Regions from separate parts of the Mus musculus genome. Here region 1 is linked to region 2. A link is a contact called in public ChIA-PET data. All regions are on one chromosome and are shown on one strand. Each heading gives the region's core, a stretch centred on a gene start, on an enhancer-like site or on the middle of the called end of the contact. The rest is flanking DNA. Distances are from core to core; before and after follow the strand shown. Region 1 overlaps Lncpint (long non-protein coding RNA, Trp53 induced transcript). Region 2 has its middle 41 kb from the start of 1700095J07Rik.

What was found. ChIA-PET counts read pairs in DNA pulled down with a chosen protein or histone mark.
Region 1: a contact with region 2 is called in an RNA polymerase II ChIA-PET map of effector CD8 T cells, with 12 read pairs. The contact joins two enhancer-like sites. A contact is called at or near these places in 4 of 115 datasets of contacts at active chromatin or transcription factors (bone marrow-derived macrophages, effector CD8 T cells, memory CD8 T cells and 1 more).

Annotation. Positions count from the first base shown.
Region 1 is chr6:31,123,308-31,128,409 of GRCm38.p6, reverse strand. The region is part of intron 3 of Lncpint (long non-protein coding RNA, Trp53 induced transcript); the gene reads left to right. Among named protein-coding and RNA genes, the nearest start is that of Mir29b-1, 63 kb to the right of the region's middle. Within about 2 kb of position 1,754, at least 247 of the 459 cell types and tissues checked have an H3K27ac peak or open chromatin away from gene starts, as enhancers often do. A contact at or near this core is called in effector CD8 T cells, memory CD8 T cells and pancreatic cancer cells, where this site is marked.
Region 2 is chr6:30,343,402-30,348,594 of GRCm38.p6, reverse strand. No RefSeq gene overlaps it. Among named protein-coding and RNA genes, the nearest start is that of 1700095J07Rik, 41 kb to the right of the region's middle. Within about 2 kb of position 1,769, at least 68 of the 459 cell types and tissues checked have an H3K27ac peak or open chromatin away from gene starts, as enhancers often do. A contact at or near this core is called in effector CD8 T cells, memory CD8 T cells and pancreatic cancer cells, where this site is marked.

The sequences.
Region 1 (5,102 bases), core at 505-3,004, 780 kb before region 2:
TGGGATGTCCCAGTAGATAATGATCCTGAAACAAAATTTTATTTGCGAATACTTGGTTTTCTTAGTTGGACTTCTCGATTCAGAAAGTATTTGTGGAAACATATAGAAGGTTAAGATAAAAGCTTGTGTTATGGAAGGAACAAGCTTCCATACTTCACATTTCATAACATTCTTAAGTCTATGTTGTAAAGACGAGGCTTCCCCACCATTTGGACTGAAATATCTAGTGAGGATGGAGGAGAGAAGTTGGAAACTCCCAAGGCTTCTGCTTGGTTGCAGACCTGTGGAAATCAGTATGGAGCAAAGAGATACAGAGTGGGGCTGGAGCATGGCTCATGACTGAGTGCTGACTGCTCCAGCAGAGAATCCAGGTTTGAACTGCCAGGGTGTTCGAGGTCCTCTTTTGGCCTCTGACCCTGGTGCACATAAACTCATGCAGGCACATAACACGTTTAAAAAAAATTTTTAAAAGAAATATAGGAAGATGGTGTCATTTCAGATATGTGTCCTGAGTGGGTTTTTTTTAAATCTCAATTTACAGAATTTTTATGTCCACAGAGTGTTGGAAGTAGTTAGGTACTCAGAGCAAGCACCACTTGTGTAGGGCATACATTCACTTGGATGCCTGTTGCCCGAGTCAGGTAGCTGAGTTGGGGAGTCCATGTAGAACTCATTATATAAAGTTGTTGATTTAAAGCCTATAGCGCAGCGCATCTGTCCGGTTCCCGCGCCTTTTCCTCGTGCACATCCTTTGGCAGCGTGTCTTTTGTTTCCCCAGGCACACAATCTTCTAATGCAGCCTGTGAGTGGCAGCCCCTTTGACATAGGTCACCCAAGACCATCAGAAAACACAGATATTTACATTATGACTCCTAACAGCAAAATTACAGTTATGAGGTAGCAACAAAAACTAATTTATGGTTGGGGGTCAGCACAACATGAAGAACAGTATTAAAGGGCCGCAGCATTAGGAAGGTTGGGAACCACTGCTCTGACATAATGTTTGGATTCAGTCTCAAACACTGACTGCTCTTCCTCCGGCATTTGTCAGCTTGGATTTTACCCCTCTAGCATGGAGGTGGGGGTTGGGGGGAGGGCAGGCACAGGCAACTCAACCTGACTCTCCTTTCACAAAAGTTACAGATGCTCTACGTGGGGTTGTCCTGATGACTAGAGTCAGAGAGAAATCACCCAATGGTGTCTGCGGTCAGCAGTGTTAGTTCTCTAGACAGGCAAATGGCCCTAAATGGTAAAGTGCAGGATAAAGACCCAGGATGCTTGGATGAGGGGCACACTCTTGGGCCCCACAGAGGCATCAACACAGGTTGTTCAAGAACACATTGAAACATTTGTTTATGAAGGCTGGGTTACACCTTTGTTTCAGCTCTTGTTAGTTTTTCAACAAAAGTTAACATTTCCTTTTTTATAACTTTCCCACCTCCATGGAATCCCCAAACCATGGCCCCGGCCTCTTAGCCTGAGAGTGTGGTACCTGCCTGCCTGTACCTACTTCAGACTCACCAGCAGTCATATACAGAGAGCAAGCTCTGGCATTGGTGTGGGATACGTTGGTAAATTGCCGGTGTCGACATCATAATTCTCTCTCGCCTGGCGGAGGAGCCAGCTCTCCTTGTGGTTGGCTGTGGTTTCCTCTGGGCTGGGGAGAGTGGCAGGGAAACAACGAACCCTGTCTAGTTTTGACTCTGCCCGGGTGTAATGCATCCTGCGGCTCTCCTGAGATGGGCTGTGAGAGGCTTACCAGAAGGTTGGCAAATGAGACTTCCACACGCCTCAGCACCCGGTAGCCAATGGCTTGCTGAGCCAACATAGATTACCCCCTTGTGGTTTCATTCATCAAGGGGATCCCCGGCTTCATCAGAACACAGCCATGACTCTTCCCTGCCTCCTCCAGAAAAGCAAGTGCGCACATCTTGCCCTAAGAAGAACTCGGGGTGCCCTGGGTAAGCAGAAATGGGAGGGATCCTCCCCTAGTTTCCTCTGTGTGGATTGGGGGTGTTAGGGAAAGAAGCTCAGAGCTGCTTTTCTTTGAGTTTTCTTTTTTTTTTTTTAACCCAACTGCTATTCAGCGTTTCCTTCTGTCTCACCCTCTTCATGTGTAACCCACCTTCATCAAGTTGTACTTTCAGTTTCACATTTTAAATTACAGGATTCCTCTTTTCCTTGTGCATTTGAAAGGTTTTTGTAAACTAAGTAGCCACAGTTACTAAGTTACTAATTACGCCTAGTTCCTGGTTCTAAACCAGTTTTTAGGAAGTTTTTAGGAGGTGCTTTCACAGCTAGGCAGAGGGGAACGATCCCTGTAATGAGTTTAGGAACTGATGGTAACATGTCTGTCCGGCTTGCCCGTCTCAGAGGCCAACCTCGGAAAGAACACTGCTGAATCTTTTCTGGTGAAGTCAAGATCTCTCTTCCCCGTCTGTTGGTCTGTTTTCTGTCGGCCAAGCAGCTCATCCCTGTCTCTGGGCGTGGGCTTTGGTCTGTGTACATTCAGTGTGGTGGCATTTTTCTAGAAGAAGTGACTAAATCTTCTTGGATGAATTCTCTCTTTGAACGAGGTGGTTGGTTGCATCAGAGAGGCATTTACAGTAAATGGCTCCCCCTTCCTGTGCTGGCCACATGCGAAAGAATGCTCTAATTCTTGTTTTGAGGAAGCAGGAGCTATACAGCTCTGAAAACTCCCTGGTCTCATTAAATAGCCAGATTTGAATCTTAAAATTTTTTTCAAGTTGGAATCACTTTGTGCTCCCTAAATAAATGGCGCAGAGAGAGAAAGCTTTCCACTCCCGAATTCTGTCTGGAGCGCCTGATAGTTCCCAGTTCAGAAAGAGGAAATGGCATTGAATATAGATGTAGTGACGAAGGTCTAAAGTAAGTTCTTCACAGCCATTTTGTATTCCGGCCATCTGCTTCTTAGGTGTATGGGTGCTTGGTCTTTGGTGCCCTGGTTCTCAGTGCGATCCCGTAGCTCTTTGCCGAGGTTCTCAGGAAGCAGGTCTTCCCCCTAGTGGAAATGCGTGAGGGCGCTCTGGCTGTTCTTTGAGGGAACTTTAAGGTGCAAGCCCCATACAAGAAAACGTACGCAGTATTCCAAATGAGTTTATGTTAGGTGTTCATGTAGTCACCAATTAGTTTATAATTTTTTAAGCCTAGATTTAACTTTACATTTTTATAATACAAAACTATTTTGTATTTTTGTAATTCACAGAGTATATTATCTTTCATTTTGTTGTCTAACAGTGGTTCACCCTTTTATCTGACTACTTTAAAAACTTAAAAATCCACTTACTTATGTGCCCACGCGCTATGGCACATGCGTGCTGTGCACGTGTGGAAGTCAGAGGACAATATACAAGAGTCAGGTGTGGTTTTCCACCTAACTTTGAGTTCTTGCATGGAGCTCAGGACAGCAGACTTGGCAGTGACTTGCAACATACTGCCATCATGCTGGCCTGTCTGTCAGCTCAAACCCAAGTAAGTTACAAGGGCCTCTTTATTTCTGTATTGAAATATAAATATTTTACTTATACATTGCTTTTCTCCTTTATATTGAATTTAGGGAATTGCCCTAGCCTTTTAAAAGCTATTTATACACTTGTTGATATTACTGTTGAGTAGTATTTTGGAACAGTACCACGTGATAGAGCTTATTATTATTATTTCATTAATAGAAAGGGGGGCTTTGGAGGCCAGGGCCATTGCTCAGTATAAAATAGGGAGGAATGTACTGCTGTAATCCCAGTGCTCCTGTGGAAACGAGTCCCAGCCGCTAGCCTGGCACATAAAAATGGGCAAATATTGAGGTAGAAGGTGAGGACCTACGGCCGAGGTTGTTCTTTGACAGCATATTCGTGCCCGGTAACATCTGTGCATTCACACACACACACACACACACACACACACACACACACACACACACAGAGGAGGACCCCGTGCTGAGCAGGGTTTTGAACCACTGACCTCACTGCTCCTGCTGTTTCCACAGGAAGGGCAGTGTAAGGAAAAACAGGTATGGAGAGAAGTTTATCCATCACGGTGTAAACTAGCCGAGGAGTTAAAAATAAACACAGATTTTCTTGCAGTGGGACATTGTGTCCCTGCCTTCTTACCGTGAACCTGTTCAGTGTGTGCCATTTGAACTTGAGACAGTCCCATGCAGCCTAGCACAGCACAGGGAAGGGACTGACTGTATAGTCGAATGACTCTCCTGGGATCAAAGCTGTGTGAGTAGGCTGACCACCACAGTGGTTTCTGGTGCTTCCTCTTGGGCTCGTGATTTTTAATTTCCTAGGCCTTTTATTTGGATAATGTCTTGATATTGTATGGGTGTAATTATTTTTCTCAATTCTTTTTGGATTACTAGTGGAAGATTTTATTTTGCTCTTTGCTGTCCTCAATTTTCTGTTGTTTCCAGGGTCTTTTTGTTGTTTATCTTGTTTATTTTTGATGTCGATGTCTCTGTCTGTGTGTGTGTTGGAAGGGTGCCTCTCCCACATGGGTGGTCTCCCTGTATTGTGCTATTGGAGAACTGCTGAGAGTTGGGGGGAGCAGGCTTTATTTGGGAGTTCTCATGGCCATGTGAGTGGTTCAGTCCTCACGAGGCTTTTACTTAGAGAGTCACCTCCCTGTTTTCATCACCTGGGGTGGGGTGAAGTCAACACAGGAGACCTGCTTGTGTGACACCAGACACTGTCATTACCTCCTTCCATTCTTCTGACCACTTCTATCCCATACTACACTTGCGTCCTTTGAACTTGGAGCCATATAGAGGTTCTGAATAAACTCGCTTGGCCTCCTCTGTGTCTCAGACAGAGGCCAGGACAAGAGCTGCCTCTGCTTAGCATATTGGGTTTCACTTCACCCTCCAGACATTTGAGCAAATTTCTCCACTCTGGAGAGTGTGTGTGTGTGTGTGTGTGTGTGTGTGTGTGTACAGAAGGGGGGAGTGTGTGTGTGTGCCAGGATAAAGAGCAAGAGTACCTCTCAGTGATGGATTCATACCTCTCATGTAGCACAGCACCCCTGAAGCATACCCCATCTTAAAATGGCAAGTCTCTCTACTAGTTATCAGAATTAAATCGGAA
Region 2 (5,193 bases), core at 520-3,019:
ACAGATTGTGCCACGTGGGTCCTGGGAACTGACTCTAGGTCATCTAGAAGAGCTGCCAGAACTCTTAGCACTAAACCATTGTCCCATCTCTCATATGGCCTTTTATAAACGCCAGTTGAAAGCATGTTCCCAGATTGGATATGTATGTATGGTATTTCCTGGTGATTAGACCCTAAGTATATTTTTTCTTATTTTGTTTTCACACACACACACACACACACATATATATATATATATACATATACATATACATATACATACACACACAGAAACACACACATATATATATACATGTGTATTTGTGCTCACCTGTATTCAGGTACCTGAAGAGACCTGAAGAAGGAATGGGATCCCCTGGAGCCAGAGTTACAGGAAGTTGTGAGTCACCCAGCCTGGTGCTGGGAACAGAATTCAGGTTCTCTGGAAAGGCAGCAGCTGTTTTTCACATCTGAACCATCTCTCTAGCCCTTCAACAGGGTTTCTCTGTGACCCCTGGCTGTCCTGGGACTCACTCTATAGACCAGGGTGGCCTGGAACTCCGAGAGATCCATGTGTGTCATCACTGCTGGACAAACAAGCACTTTTGTTGTTTTTTTGAGACAAGGTGTCAGGGAGTCAAAGTCAACATGTAACAAAGGCTGACCCTGAGCCTCCTTCCTGCTGCTCCTCACTTCCCAAATGCTGAGATTACAGACAAGTATGTAATCCTGGCTCACCACTGATGTTGTAGTCAATTAAAAAAATTATTTATTTGTGTGTGTGCAGGTATAAGATCAGAGGATTATTTATAAGAGTTAGTCCTCTCGTAGCTTGTGAGTTCCAGGAATTAAAAGCAGGCCATCAGGCAGGGCAGCAAGCACCTTTTACTGGCTGAGCCAGCTCATTGGTCCTTTTGGTTTTCTTTGTTCTGTTTTTGAGACAGAATCTTGCTATCTAGCTCTGTGTGGTCTGGCACCTACAGTGGTTCCGCCTGCCTCTGCCTTTCTCTTGCTGCGATCACGTGAAGGTGTGAACCTCCATGCCCAGCTAGATTACATTGTTGACTGAAATATTCAATAAGTAACAACATAGCCTGCATGAGATTCCACACACAGAGACACATAGTATCTTTTAATGAGACAGTCTTTGTTCTGTCACCATCTTGCCCTGATCACACCTACTCTGCTCTGATCTTAGAAGCTAAGCAGGGTCCACACTGGATAGTACTCAAATGGGAGACATAGATTTTGTTCTCTTGGTTAAGATGTCTAATCTCTTTTCCCTGTTATTATCTGCCCTTTTGTGATTATGAGTAATTTGTGGCAAATTAGTTTGAGTCTACATGAGTGTCCCATTTCTCACGTGGGCCCCCTCCCTGATTCTGCATCCAATGACCTGGATCAATTTTTCCTAAGATGTGTCTTTGTTGCTACTATTACCTGTGGCCCAAAGCTTTCATACCAACATATCTTATAAAATGTTTGTTATGAAAAATATGCAGCCTGGTCCTTTTAAAACAGAGCTCAGACGATGTTTTTGGGATCTCAACTATGGCTAGGGAGGGGCTTGGCCTCCACGTGAATGGTAGCATTAGCTGTGGCTTTCTTGCTGGCTGCAGGCCCGGGACCTTGTGACAGACAGGACTAGAACACACCGAGGCTTCCCAGTGAAAACCTTGGCACCCTCTCACGAGCTCTGTTCTTTGTGTTCTCACATGTTCTAGCCCAGGCTTGTATGGCTCACCACCCTTTCTCACAGATTCCTGGATGTTTCCACCTGGACATCCTGTTGTCACCTCAAACTTAGCAGAAGCCACATCCCATTTTCTGTCTAGGTTGTCATAGTTACAATGGTTACAAAGACTGGAAGCCTCAGCGATAACTTTTATATACCCACTGAGTCATCTCTCCAGCCTTCTTTTCTTTTCTTTTTCTTTCTTTTTTTTTTTTTTTTTTTTTTTTTTCAGCAGGATCTCACTGGATCCTGGTGTGGTTAGCCAGGAACTCTCAATCCTCCTGCCTCAGCATCCCCAGTACTGGGATTGTCTGTTTTGTTTTAACAGCTTTTAGGAGATGGCTGATCTTCCCAAACACACTCAGCAGAGCTTTGATCTAGTGACTTTTTTTTTTTTTTTTTTTTTGAGACAGGGTTTCTCTGTAGACTCACTCTGGAACTCACTCTGTAGACCAGGCTGGCCTCGAACTCAGAAATCTGCCTGCCTCTGCCTCCCAAGTGCTGGGATTAAAGACATGCGCCACCACACCCAGCTGATCTAGTGACTTTTAAACGTCCCTTTGTGTCCCACTCCCTATTTCATTGGTGACCATCCCTTCGGGACTCAGCACCACTCCCAACTTCAAAGCAGCTCACAGTTCTGAAATCTATAGGATTTCCTTTCAATGATGAAGGCACAATTATTTTCTGCTCACATGTCAGCTGACAATGCTAGTCTACGACAATGGTCAAAAAAAAAAAAAAATGTGGACTCTGGGGCTGGGCATTATGTCTGTGATCCCAGCTCAGAAGGCTGAGTCAGGAGGATTGTCATAAGTTCAGGGCCAGCTTGAGCTACATAGTAAGTATCGGGCCAGCCAAGACATCTTCTTTAAAAAATAAATAAATAAAAATAAAGAGAGTGAGACTATGCCGGGGCCTAGCAAACACAGAAGTGGATGCTCACAGTCAGCTAATGGATGGATCACAGGGCTCCCAATGGAGGAGCTAGAGAAAGTACCCAAGGAGCTAAAGGGATCTGCAACCCTATAGGTGGAACAACAATATGAACTAACCAGTACCCCGGAGCTCTTGACTCTAGCTGCATATGTATCAAAAGATGGCCTAGTCGGCCATCACTGGAAAGAGAGGCCCATTGGACACACAAACTTTATATGCCCCAGTACAGGGGATCGCCAGGGCCAAAAAGGGGGAGTGGGTGGGTAGGGGAGTGGGGGTGGGTGGGTATGGGGGACTTTTGGTATAGCATTGGAAATGTAAATGAGCTAAATACCTAATAAAAAATGGAAAAAAAAAAGAGATTGAAAAAAAAATGGAATGCCACTCCCAACTGGGTGTGTGTTGGAGGCCTTCCTTAAAAAAAAAAATAAAAAATAAAAAATAAAGAGAGTGGTCTCTGGTATCAACATCTCTGACATCAATTCTGGTTTTGCTCTTCGTTACTCTGTGACTTTCAGTGAATGACTAAACTCTCCGTACCTCATCCATAAAATGAGGATTAATATTATTCATCTGATCAAGTTTGATGTGATAACTAAGTGATTTAAAACAGAAGGTACTTAAGCACATGACCTAGAAATTCTGTTTTCAAGTATGTACCCAAAAGAATCGAATCCCTAGTTCTTGGGAGACCCAGGCAGGGTGATTGTGAGTTCGAGGCTAGCCTGAACTGCAGAGTGAGACCTTGTCTCTTAGGAACACTCAAACATGGTGAGACACCTCTACAAGTCTCAGAATTCAGGAGGTAGAGGAAGGAGGATCTGTTTAAGATCATCCTTGCCATACAGTAAATTGGAGACCATTCTGTGTTAATGAAAGAAATGAAACAAATTTCGAGCCTGATGCAGACTAGGTAGGAAAACCTGCCAATCAAAAGAAGCCAGACATGATTTTTTTTTTTTTTTTCTGAGACAGGGTCTCACTCTGACTAACCCTGGCTGGCCTGGAATTAAGAGAGGTCTGCCTACCTTTGCCTCCTGAGCGCTAGCATTAAAGGTGTGAGTGAATACAGGTAGCCCCACAAATGTCAATGTGTATGACTGTGATTCCATTTATTTGAAGGAAGGAGGAAGGAAGGGAGAGGGAGAGAGAGACAGAGAGGGAGGGAAGAAGAGTAGGATAGAAAGAGAGAGGGAGATGGAGGAAGGGAGGGAAGGATGGGTGGGTGGAGAGAGAGAGAGAGAGAGAGAGAGAGAGAGAGAACTCCTGAATGTGTAGGAGGTAAGTGAAGAATAAGTTTCTGTGAGAAGCAGTGAAACTTGTTGCAATGGGAGTCAAAGCCACTGCTGCTGCTGCTGCTGCTGCTGCTGCTGGACAGAAATGAACAACACTGTATATGTGCAAACATTACTTAATTTTACATGTAAAATGGTTACATTGGCAACATTTCTTTAGGTCTATTCTAGCACAATTTAACAGTTCCTTCTGCAAGAAAGGAGTCACTCGGCAAGTGTGGGAGACAGTTAGTGCGGACCACGCACCATCTCTCACACTGCAGGGCTGTCCAGGCCCACACTTAATCGATGACCCATGGACTCACCTTGATCCAAAGCCTGGACCTCTAGATCCAGAGGCATGATCCTGTGTCAGCAGCTTCAGGGGACCAGCCCCAGAGGAAGTGACTCATAGAAGTCAAATTCCCTCACGGTGGCCAGCCAGTTCTCCAGATGTGCATTCTTGGAAAACTTTATGGAAAAACAATTGTGCTCTAAAGATTGCTTAAAGAGCAGCAGAAGGCAGGAGTAAGGGAACGTTGGCCACTGATAGCACTGGGCTGTAACTCTGGGCTCCCTTGCCCTCTGTAAGAATGACTCATCCCGGGGCTGGAGAGATGGCTCAGTGGTTAAGAGCACTGACTGCTCTTCCGGAGGTCCTGAGTTCAAATCCCAGCAACCACATGGTGCTCACGACCATCTGTAACGAAATCGGATGCCCTCTTCTGGTGTGTCTGAAGACAGCTACAGTGTACTTACATATAATAAGTAAATAATTAAAAAAAAAGAATGACCCACCCCCTGGGGAATCAAACCCTGGAACCCACACTGACTAACAGCTTTCTTTTCCATGTTGCAGGTAGAACCTCTGGAACATTTGTCCATTTATTTAAAATTTTCCAGTCCTAGGAATCAAACCCAGGGGCTTATATGCTTATAGTCATGTGTTCTACACTGAGCGAATAGTCACAGTCCCCAACCTCCATATGTCTTTATCTTGGTAAGACATTCATCTATTCATTTTGGATTTTTGTTTTGTTTTGTTTTGTTTTTGAGGCAGGGCCTCATTTTGTAGCCCAGGCTGCCCTAGAACTCGGAATCTTCCTGCCTCAGCTTCCCAAGTGCTCATACTGCAGGCAGTACCACCATGCTTTGCTAAAGGTGAATGATGGTGTACATTCACACATGCAAAACGTCACTTGAGGTTAAACCTCTCCAGCCTCACTAACAAGGCTCCCTCTACTCAGAAGGTTTTATTTGTCTTGTA